Linked DNA regions of Mus musculus: all the other regions are linked to region 2. The links are chromatin contacts, called in public promoter capture Hi-C maps. All regions are on one chromosome and are shown on one strand. Each heading gives the region's core, a stretch centred on a gene start, on an enhancer-like site or on the middle of the called end of the contact. The rest is flanking DNA. Distances are from core to core; before and after follow the strand shown.

Region 1 (2,700 bases), core at 46-2,545, 1.3 Mb after region 2:
ACTTATTAATGAATAAGCAGCATTTCAGAAACCCGGAGATGTGACCGAAATTCCTTAACATCAGTTCTGAGGCAGGCACCAGGCCTGTCCAGTACGGCACTCAACCCACACAACCAAGCACACAGTAGGAGTTCTCAGCACCCGATCCACACATCTAAGCACACAGTAGGTACTCTCCCCCTAGGCTTTACTGCATAAATGTCTCCAGGACTGGGCCAGGATGAAGTTACCTGTTTGTGCCTAGTGCCAACTTAACTGACTTTCAGATCTAGGGGTCACTTTGAGCTCTGGAATTTCGCTTGTAACCTTGAAATAAATCAAGTCACTGGAGTCTCAAAGACCAAGAAAGACCACAACACACTCTTCTACTGCAGCTCCAAAGAATGGACCCACAGAGTGTCCAGGATGCCATCCTTCCGAGAACGAGCGCCAGCCCAGCTCTCCAAACTAAGTGTCCGTTTCTCTTTTCCATCAACTTGGGACATTTAGTCCGTATGGCACATATCAGACCAAGTCTGATTCAGGGCATGACAAAACTCTTGACAGATACCAAGCAATCGCCCTCCCACACACACCTTTTTCTCGTCGGTCTTTTGAGACAGGTTTCCGCCCCCCCCCCCCAACCCTGCCTGGCTTCTGGTTGCCTGTCCTCCTGCCTTCACTTCAGGATCCTCAATGCTATCAGGTAAGGTTGTGACGATCACGGGAAGAGCCGAAGCTGCATGACCCACTAAGGAAGTCTGTGGCCGGTGGTGAAGACGTCAGCCTCTCGGTCCCCGGCTGGGCTAAAACTCGCGTTTCCAGCCACTCACACCTAACTTTGGGCAAATCCTTTCCCCACCGGTCTGTCTGACTGCCAGCTTGGGAAAGGCGCACAGCATCGCCCCCGCGCCCTGGGCCGCGCTTTCTCGCAGCGAGGGCGACGTCGAGCAGAGGCGCCCGGCAAGTCCGGGGGCCGGTGGAGCGAGGGCTGCCGACCCTCCGGCCCGGCGCGAGGCCGCCGACTCACCGGCGGCGCTGAAGCCGAAGTCGGTGGGGACCGGCGAGTGACCCGCGAGCTCCAGTCGGATGACCACCAGTGACACACTCATAGGACAGGCGCTGCTCGGCGTGGGCCCCGGTGGGCTGACGGAAGGCTGCGGCCCGAGCCCAGAGGCCGAGCGGCCCGCGGTCGGCAGCGCCGCCACCGCCTCAGAAGCCGCGGCCGCCGCCTCAGCAGCGGCAGCCCCCGTCGCGCGCAGCCTGCCGAGCCACAACAACCTCCGCTTCCGCCTGTCGGCCGCCGTCTCTGACCCGCCGGGTCGCGCACGCGCACGCGGAAAGGGGCGAGGCCCCGGGCGCGCATGCGCTTTCGACAGCTGCTTCTGCCCCCTTGGCTGACCGTCTGGACAGGGTCCGAGGAGCGTGCGCAGAGCACGCAAAGACGCCTGGCTCCTATTTTGCGTTTGACCCCTCTCTACGTTTGTCCTCCTTAGTTTTCCCGCAGGGCTCACCGAGAGTCTATGGGTCCGCAGAGACTCTGAGGCTTCCTGGGTCTTCGACCTCAGGGTTGTAACTTTCTGCAGGTATGGCGAGGGGCTGGCTAGGAGCGCAATGACTTCACAGATAATCCACTGAGAGCCGGGCACTGCGGGGCTGCGTGGGATGATTATTTTTGCGGACACAGAAAACAGCCCCAGACAGGACAAGCTTCAGCACTCGTGCGATCCTGAGCTAGTTATTGCATAACCACTCGGTTGTGTGATACAAAACGCTGTGTAAGAGACAGGGATACGCTGGGAAGCCTATAGGTCATGGTTAAATTTGGTTTTGTGGTTTGGATGTGTTTGGTTTTGTTTTATTTTTTGTTTGTTTTTGTTGTTTTCTTCTCCAAGTCAGAGTTGCTCCAAGTACGCCTAGCTGTCCTAGAACTCACTCTGTAGACCAGGCTGTCCTCGAACTCAGAGATCTGCCTGCCTAAGCCTCTGGAGTTGTGGGATACAGCCCTGCCCTACCACCGTCTGGCCATTGTTTAGTTGTTTTGAGGTTTTGAGTTGTTCTGAGACAAGGTCTTGAGTAGCCCAAGATACTGAGAACCCTATATATTGGAGAAAAGATAATCTATGTTCTCTACGTATTGGAATCAGATGTCCTTGAACTTCTGACCCTCCTGCCTTTTCCACCTCATCAGTGCCAGGGTTACTTCCAGGCTTCTGCTGAAGGCTTTGTGCTTCACAAGATGGCAGGATAGAACTAACTCAAGATTGTCCTCTGTGCAGGTGCTATAGTGAGCACACACACTGAGGAATGCACTTAAGGGTTAGAATGCTTTAGGTATAGGCTCTGGGTTCAGTGTCTAAAATACACACACACATACACACGATATAATCGAAACAATGTTCAGGACACACACACACATAAGAGAAAGAAAGAAGGAAAGAAAGAAAGGAAGGAGAAAAGAAAGAAAGAAAGGGAGAAAGAAAGGAAGAAAGGCCAGGTAAGATTAGTGCATATATGGAGAAAAAATATGACATGTCAGGAAGGACAATATTGTGTACATGCTATAGTGTAAGAGGTCTGGGAGAGGCCATGGATACAAATGGTACCTGTAACAGGAACATACAATATATAGAGGTGTTTATACTATTTTCTATGTAATATGTCTTAAAGCCTTTTAATGCCAAGATTTCCCAACTTCTGCTCAACTTTCACTTTCTATAA
Region 2 (2,700 bases), core at 117-2,616:
GTGCAAAATGACCTGCTTTAGCTTGTACGCCAAGCTAGCGTCACCTGGGAGGTCTCTCAGAACATCCTTGTGATGCTGTCATTAGGCCCTTGCAAGAAAGGAAGAGGCCCGGAGGGAAACAAAGTTTAGGGCCAGCATTTCTCTCAACTTAAAGGAATTCCAGGACCACTGAGGGTCAGTCAATTCTGGAAGCAGTCACAAGCACTACTTAAAAGACGGAGGAACATTGGGGATCTGCTACTCCAGGAATATTCACAAAGGCTGCCCCCCTTCTCCGCTGAGAAACAATATGGATCAATCAAGGTTGCTGTACCCCAGAAAGCCACAAACAACCACCACTTTTCTCTTAAACTGCCACACGAGAGAGGCTTACCTTTTGCCTGCCTGCATTAGAGACGCTGAATCCGATTCTCTATTCCCTCCTGTGTATCGATTTATCTCTTCTCAGCGAGTGTAGAGACTTTTTTTCCTTTCTCTTTAAAAGCCCAACTTCTATTTCAGGGCTGTACTACCGAGGCTATCCGAATGAATGAACCAAAGGCTTTCTTCCGGTCAGCTGCAGTCTGAAAAGGCTGTGGACTGGCTGTATTTCCTGTACCTGTGCGTGTGTCTCCATATTATTATTTCAGCCCCGGGAGTTTAAAAGTTATGCAGTCTGTACAGATACAGTGCTGAGGTAATTTCTTTCTGAGCCCCTCAGATGCCTCCTCCATATGGCAGGTTCGCAAATGGATAAGGGTCTGGACAGGCTGGCCCCTCCCCCCAGGCATGCAGTAGAAAAGCAAAACAGAAAAAGAAATCACACATACAAAATACTTTGAATTTAGGTCGCCAGCATAGGTAATGAGGAAAGGTGGGTGAAGGAAGAGAGGGACAGCCCTGCGTAACCCAAGCAAGAGGGGGCAGGGGCAGAGGTGGGGGGTCGTTTTGGGGGGTGCCAGGCCCCGGGGGCTTTCACGCCAGCAGGCTTGGCTAGCATTTCCGCGCCTCCCGCTGAGGCCATCCGTGCAAATCTGCACCTCCCTCCCCACCCCCTCCTCTCTTTCCCTCCCTCCCTGCCCCGCCATCTCTGGGATGCGCCCGCCGCCTGCAACTCAGCCCTCCAAAAGTCAGCTCCCGGGCGGCGGCGGCGCCTGCGTGCAGAGGCGCACTCGTGACCCAACAACAAAACAGCGATGCCAAGGCGCTAACAGCGCCCGGTGCGTCCCAGGCTCCCTTCTGGCCCCACACCTCCTACGGCTGCGGTCCCCGACACCCCCAACCCGAGCCCCCCCTTTCCCCAACTAGCCTAGCCGCAAGCTCCGAGCGCGATCGGCAACAATGTTTACGTTCCGGGGATTATGACGTCGACGCCTCCCCCCCCACAACTGCTGAAAATGGTTTCCTAGGACTTTGCAAACGGATCTGCTTAAGTGTTGGTGCAAAACTTTGTAGATATCGGCTCTGGCTTGCTCTATTTATTTATTTTTTTGCTTTCTTTTCTTTGGTCTTCCCTCCTTTCCCCCTCCGCCAAAATGCAGGGGGCAGGAGTGTTGACAATTAATTGGTGAACTCTCCTAAAAAAATGGAGGCAGAGAAAGACTCTGGAAGAAGATTGGTGTGTAGCTTTTTTTTTCTCCCCCAAATCTGTATCTGGTATATGATCGATTTATCTATCTATTTATTTTTTTGGTTGTTTCTTGCTGCCTTTTCTTTCCTTTTCTGTATTTTGCAAGAGGACCGGAAAAAAATAATAAATTGCATGCAAAAGGAAGCAAGCAGCTTACTCCTCCAGTCTCTTGTGAGGCTCAGGGTCTCAGACACTTAAGTGGGGAGGAGGCAACGCCGAAAGGCGTGGAAGGGACTGAGCGGGCTCGGGGTTCGCCTGGGATCTGGGGGGCTGCGGGGCTCGGTGCTGAGCGGCGGAGGGAGGAGGAAGAAGGATGCGGGGAGTGGTGGGGGAGTCTCCTTAGGAAGTGAGTGTGCGCGCGCGCTCGTGGGGAGATGAGGCAGCTGCTGGTGCGTTTTGGGGTCTCTGATAGAAGCTTTGTGGTGGGCTGGCTGCCTCTCTCCCCCCACATTCTTAACCTCCTCCCCTCCCCTCCTCTTCTTGCACTAGCGGTCGGTCGGCGGGGGCCGTTAGGGTCTCAACCCTTCCGTTTCAGCTTTCCAGCTTTTCTGTAGCTCGGGAGCAGCTCCAGCCTTAGTAATGCCGCCGGCCCTGGGTTCCGGCTTCCCGGGTTGGCCGCCGTGGCCGCCAGGGCTGCTGTTACCGCGGAGCCGGTTGCTGCAGCGGCTTCTCTCGGGGCCTACATCTGCCCCGCCAGCTCATACCCGGAGCCCCCTTCAGGGGTTACATAACCAGGCTCCCAGTCGAGTGGGCAAAGCTTAGCACATCACTTGGCGTGGGGGCAGAGGAAAGCCCCCAAATACCATTTCCATAGCTTCCAAAGATGCAAGAAGGGATTGCTTCGTTTAAGGGCAGTCGGGCCTTGGGGGTGTGAGCCCCTTTTTCTGCTTTCCAGCATCTTTGGCATTTGCGCAAAGTTGCTCAGATTGCAATGCTGGGGTGCAGTGGGCGCGCGACTCTTGCACCTGTTCTTGGTGGGCCCAGGGTGAGAGGAGACCCCCCCAAGTCCTCTCAGTAATGTCCGGGGTTCTCTGGTTGGGTCCCCGCAGCGTGCGATTGACCGCCAGAGATACGACGAGAACGAAGACTTG
Region 3 (2,700 bases), core at 185-2,684, 1.4 Mb after region 2:
GGAAGCCACCTAAATGTCACCCATAGAAAATTCTTTAAATGGTAATGGGCCTGTAGTCAATGAGACAGCAAGTAGCCCTTTTACAAACAGTGAATGGGGACACCTTCCTGCAGGAAATGGGTGTGGAGATTCACGATCCACATTTGGCAAGGCAAAATGGTTTACTTCTGCACAAGGGCGAATTGCCACGCAGAACAAGCAAACACACCCAGAGGGCCCCTGCAGGTGAAACTTTTGAAGGGATATATATATATACATATATATATGTATGTATGTATATATTGATGGCTAGCCGGAACTCATATGTAGACCACCAGGCTGGCCTCGAGCTTTCTAGAGATTTGCTTGCTTCTACTTCCTGAATGCTAGGGCTGGAGAAATGGCTCAGAGGTTAAGAGCACTGACTGCTTTTCAAAAGGTCCTGAGTTCAAATCTCAGCAACCACATGGTGGCTCACAACCATCAGTAATGAGATCTGACATCCTCTGTGTGTCTGAAGAAAGCTACAGTGTTCTTAGATATATAATAAATAAATCTTTAGACTGAAGCCAGCGGGGCCGACCTGAGCAAGCAAGCAGAAGTCCTGAATTCAAATTCCCAGCAACCACATGATCGCTCACAACCATCAGTACAGCTACAGTGTACTCATAAACATAAAATAAATACTTCCTGAATGCTGAGATTAAAGACCCAGACCCATTTTTCTGCTGTTTTTCTTTTTTAATTCTGAAAACAAAGGGGTCCTGTGTGTCTCTCTGAGCCAAGCTTTCATTCTGACCTGATTGACTAATACAGAGCTGCACAGTCTCCAGGGAGATATGAAATTCGAGCATATCTTTTGGATTTCTGTATGTGCAGACCCCCGGGGGGAATCTGGAAGTCTGCTCAGTGGCTCCTTTTTAATTTCTCCCAACAGCGTTCTCAGTTTCCCAGATTCCTTTGCACCTACGGTGGGTCATGTGACCAGCCTGTGAGGTCCTTAAATGCTTTTTTCCTCATGTTTTGTGCTAACGGTGCGGAGTCCGGAACAACTTCAGCTGTCCGGTGCTAAAATGAGAGGCACACGAGGAAACGCGCCCAGACACCTTGTCTGGTCACTGGCTATTACAGCGCGGGTGACAATATCCTTCGAGTCACCAAAGCAGGGCGATGCTCATACACAGCAGTCTCCTCCTTCTGGGTGCTTCAGAAACAGGCTGGGCCTCAGCTTCCAAGGGCTCCACCCAGTTTGGGGCTCCTGGGTTTCAAAACACTTCTCTTTGCACTACCCAGAAGCCCCTGCCAAGATTCTCACCATCTCCTTAGCCTAGTGATGCGTTCACCTGGTTGAAAGGCACACAAGTGACCAGGCGTCCACGTCTCTTTCTAGCCAATGACGTCCTGCACCTCAAGTGCCCAGTCCCAGGCTGTTCATGGAATAACCGCATTCATGAATTCTCTTCGCCGCCATATCTGCACAGATGTGAGCCTTAGGCGCCAGCCACCCTGCTAGGAGCGCACACCACTCTGGCTAGGCTTTCTCAGGGTTCTGCAAACTCCATCTCTGACTTGGCTTTGGGAGCCAGGGGTCGCGCCCCTTAGGCCGTGAGGGGCTGGGACTCCCTGACCACGCCCCCGTGTCTCCGCCTCCCATTGGCGGCTGCAGGGGGCGGAGGCGAGGACTTGTTCTTCAACGCTGCAGTCGCCCTCCGATCGGCAAGGCTTCTCTCGGCTCCGTTCGGCTCGGCTCGCCCATTTCAGTTCAGTTCGGGTCAGTTAAGCTCCGCTCAGTTCAGCATGCTGCGCGCCGCACTCACCACTGTCCGCCGCGGACCGCGCCTGAGCCGCCTGTTGTCCGCCGCCGCCACCAGCGCGGTGCCAGCCCCCAACCATCAGCCTGAGGTCTTCTGCAACCAGGTGAGACTCACTTCGCCTCCTCGGGCCCTAGGGCGGGACGGAGCGGGCGACGCGGCCTCAGTTTCCCCTCCGCGCCCAGCGATCTTTGCGCGCGTCTTCCCTTGCCCATGTGGCCGCAGTGTGTCGCCTCTCGGCCTGGGACAGTCCTGGGCCTCTTTACCCCGCATCGATGCAGCCTGCTCCTTCCCCGCGCGGTCCGGGTTCACCCAGGAAGGCCCAGCCGTCCCAGCTCCTCTCTGCGAGACCTCCCATACACCCCTACCCGATTCACGCAGACCTGAGCCAGAGTTCAGAAGCAAAAGCTGGGTCAGGACCCCTCTGTGGCCGCTCTTACCCAACCGGGACTTTGGAATGTTGTCTTAGCTTTTTGAGTTTTGGTAAAGTCTGGAATCACATGAAAGAACGTGGTTGTGAAGTATTCTTTTTGTTTGTGCAACAAGTGGGACTTGGCTGCCCTCTTCTGTAAAATGGGAAAGCAGTCAGGGCTGATATCTTGATGTGTTATTTTGAAAGAAGATCTCATTTTGTAGCCAAGGCTGGCCCGGAATTCTGTGTTCTTCCGTCAGCCACTCCCACCCCACTTTGGATTTGTGCAGGCCAGACACGCAGCTACCACCTCCGGTCTTCAGCTTTCTCTCTACTTTTTCTTTGAAACAGGATCTCACTAAGTTGTCCAGGCTGGCCTTGAACTTGTAATTCTCCTGCCCCAGGCTTCCCAGTGCTGGGCGACAGTGATCCCATGTCTCTTGATACTACAGGGCCTCGTGCACTTGGCACTTGGTGTGAGCTGCAGTCCGGGTTCCC

Evidence for each region. Promoter capture Hi-C pulls out the DNA fragments that hold promoters and counts their contacts.
Region 1: a promoter capture Hi-C map of pre-B cells shows a contact between it and region 2, with 3 times the contacts expected there. The contact joins the promoter of Brap here to the promoter of Kdm2b in region 2. A contact is called at or near these places in 2 of 39 promoter capture datasets (liver and pre-B cells).
Region 3: a promoter capture Hi-C map of pre-B cells shows a contact between it and region 2, with 2.9 times the contacts expected there. The contact joins the promoter of Aldh2 here to the promoter of Kdm2b in region 2. A contact is called at or near these places in 3 of 39 promoter capture datasets (hippocampal neurons, liver and pre-B cells).

What each region holds. Positions count from the first base shown.
Region 1 is chr5:121,659,158-121,661,857 of GRCm38.p6, reverse strand. Brap (BRCA1 associated protein) reads right to left here and starts at 1,295. Exons shown (of 12, transcript NM_028227.3): 1 at 1,010-1,295. The coding sequence starts at 1,091. It overlaps Acad10 (acyl-Coenzyme A dehydrogenase family, member 10), which reads left to right and starts at 1,348. Exons shown (of 21, transcript NM_028037.4): 1 at 1,348-1,565.
Region 2 is chr5:122,987,765-122,990,464 of GRCm38.p6, reverse strand. It overlaps Kdm2b (lysine (K)-specific demethylase 2B), which reads left to right and starts at 1,366. Exons shown (of 23, transcript NM_001003953.2): 1 at 1,366-1,597; 2 at 2,659-2,700. The coding sequence starts at 1,565. It overlaps A930024E05Rik (RIKEN cDNA A930024E05 gene), which reads right to left and starts at 1,111. Exons shown (of 3, transcript NR_045820.1): 1 at 374-1,111.
Region 3 is chr5:121,592,558-121,595,257 of GRCm38.p6, reverse strand. Aldh2 (aldehyde dehydrogenase 2, mitochondrial) reads left to right here and starts at 1,434. Exons shown (of 13, transcript NM_009656.4): 1 at 1,434-1,896. The coding sequence starts at 1,777.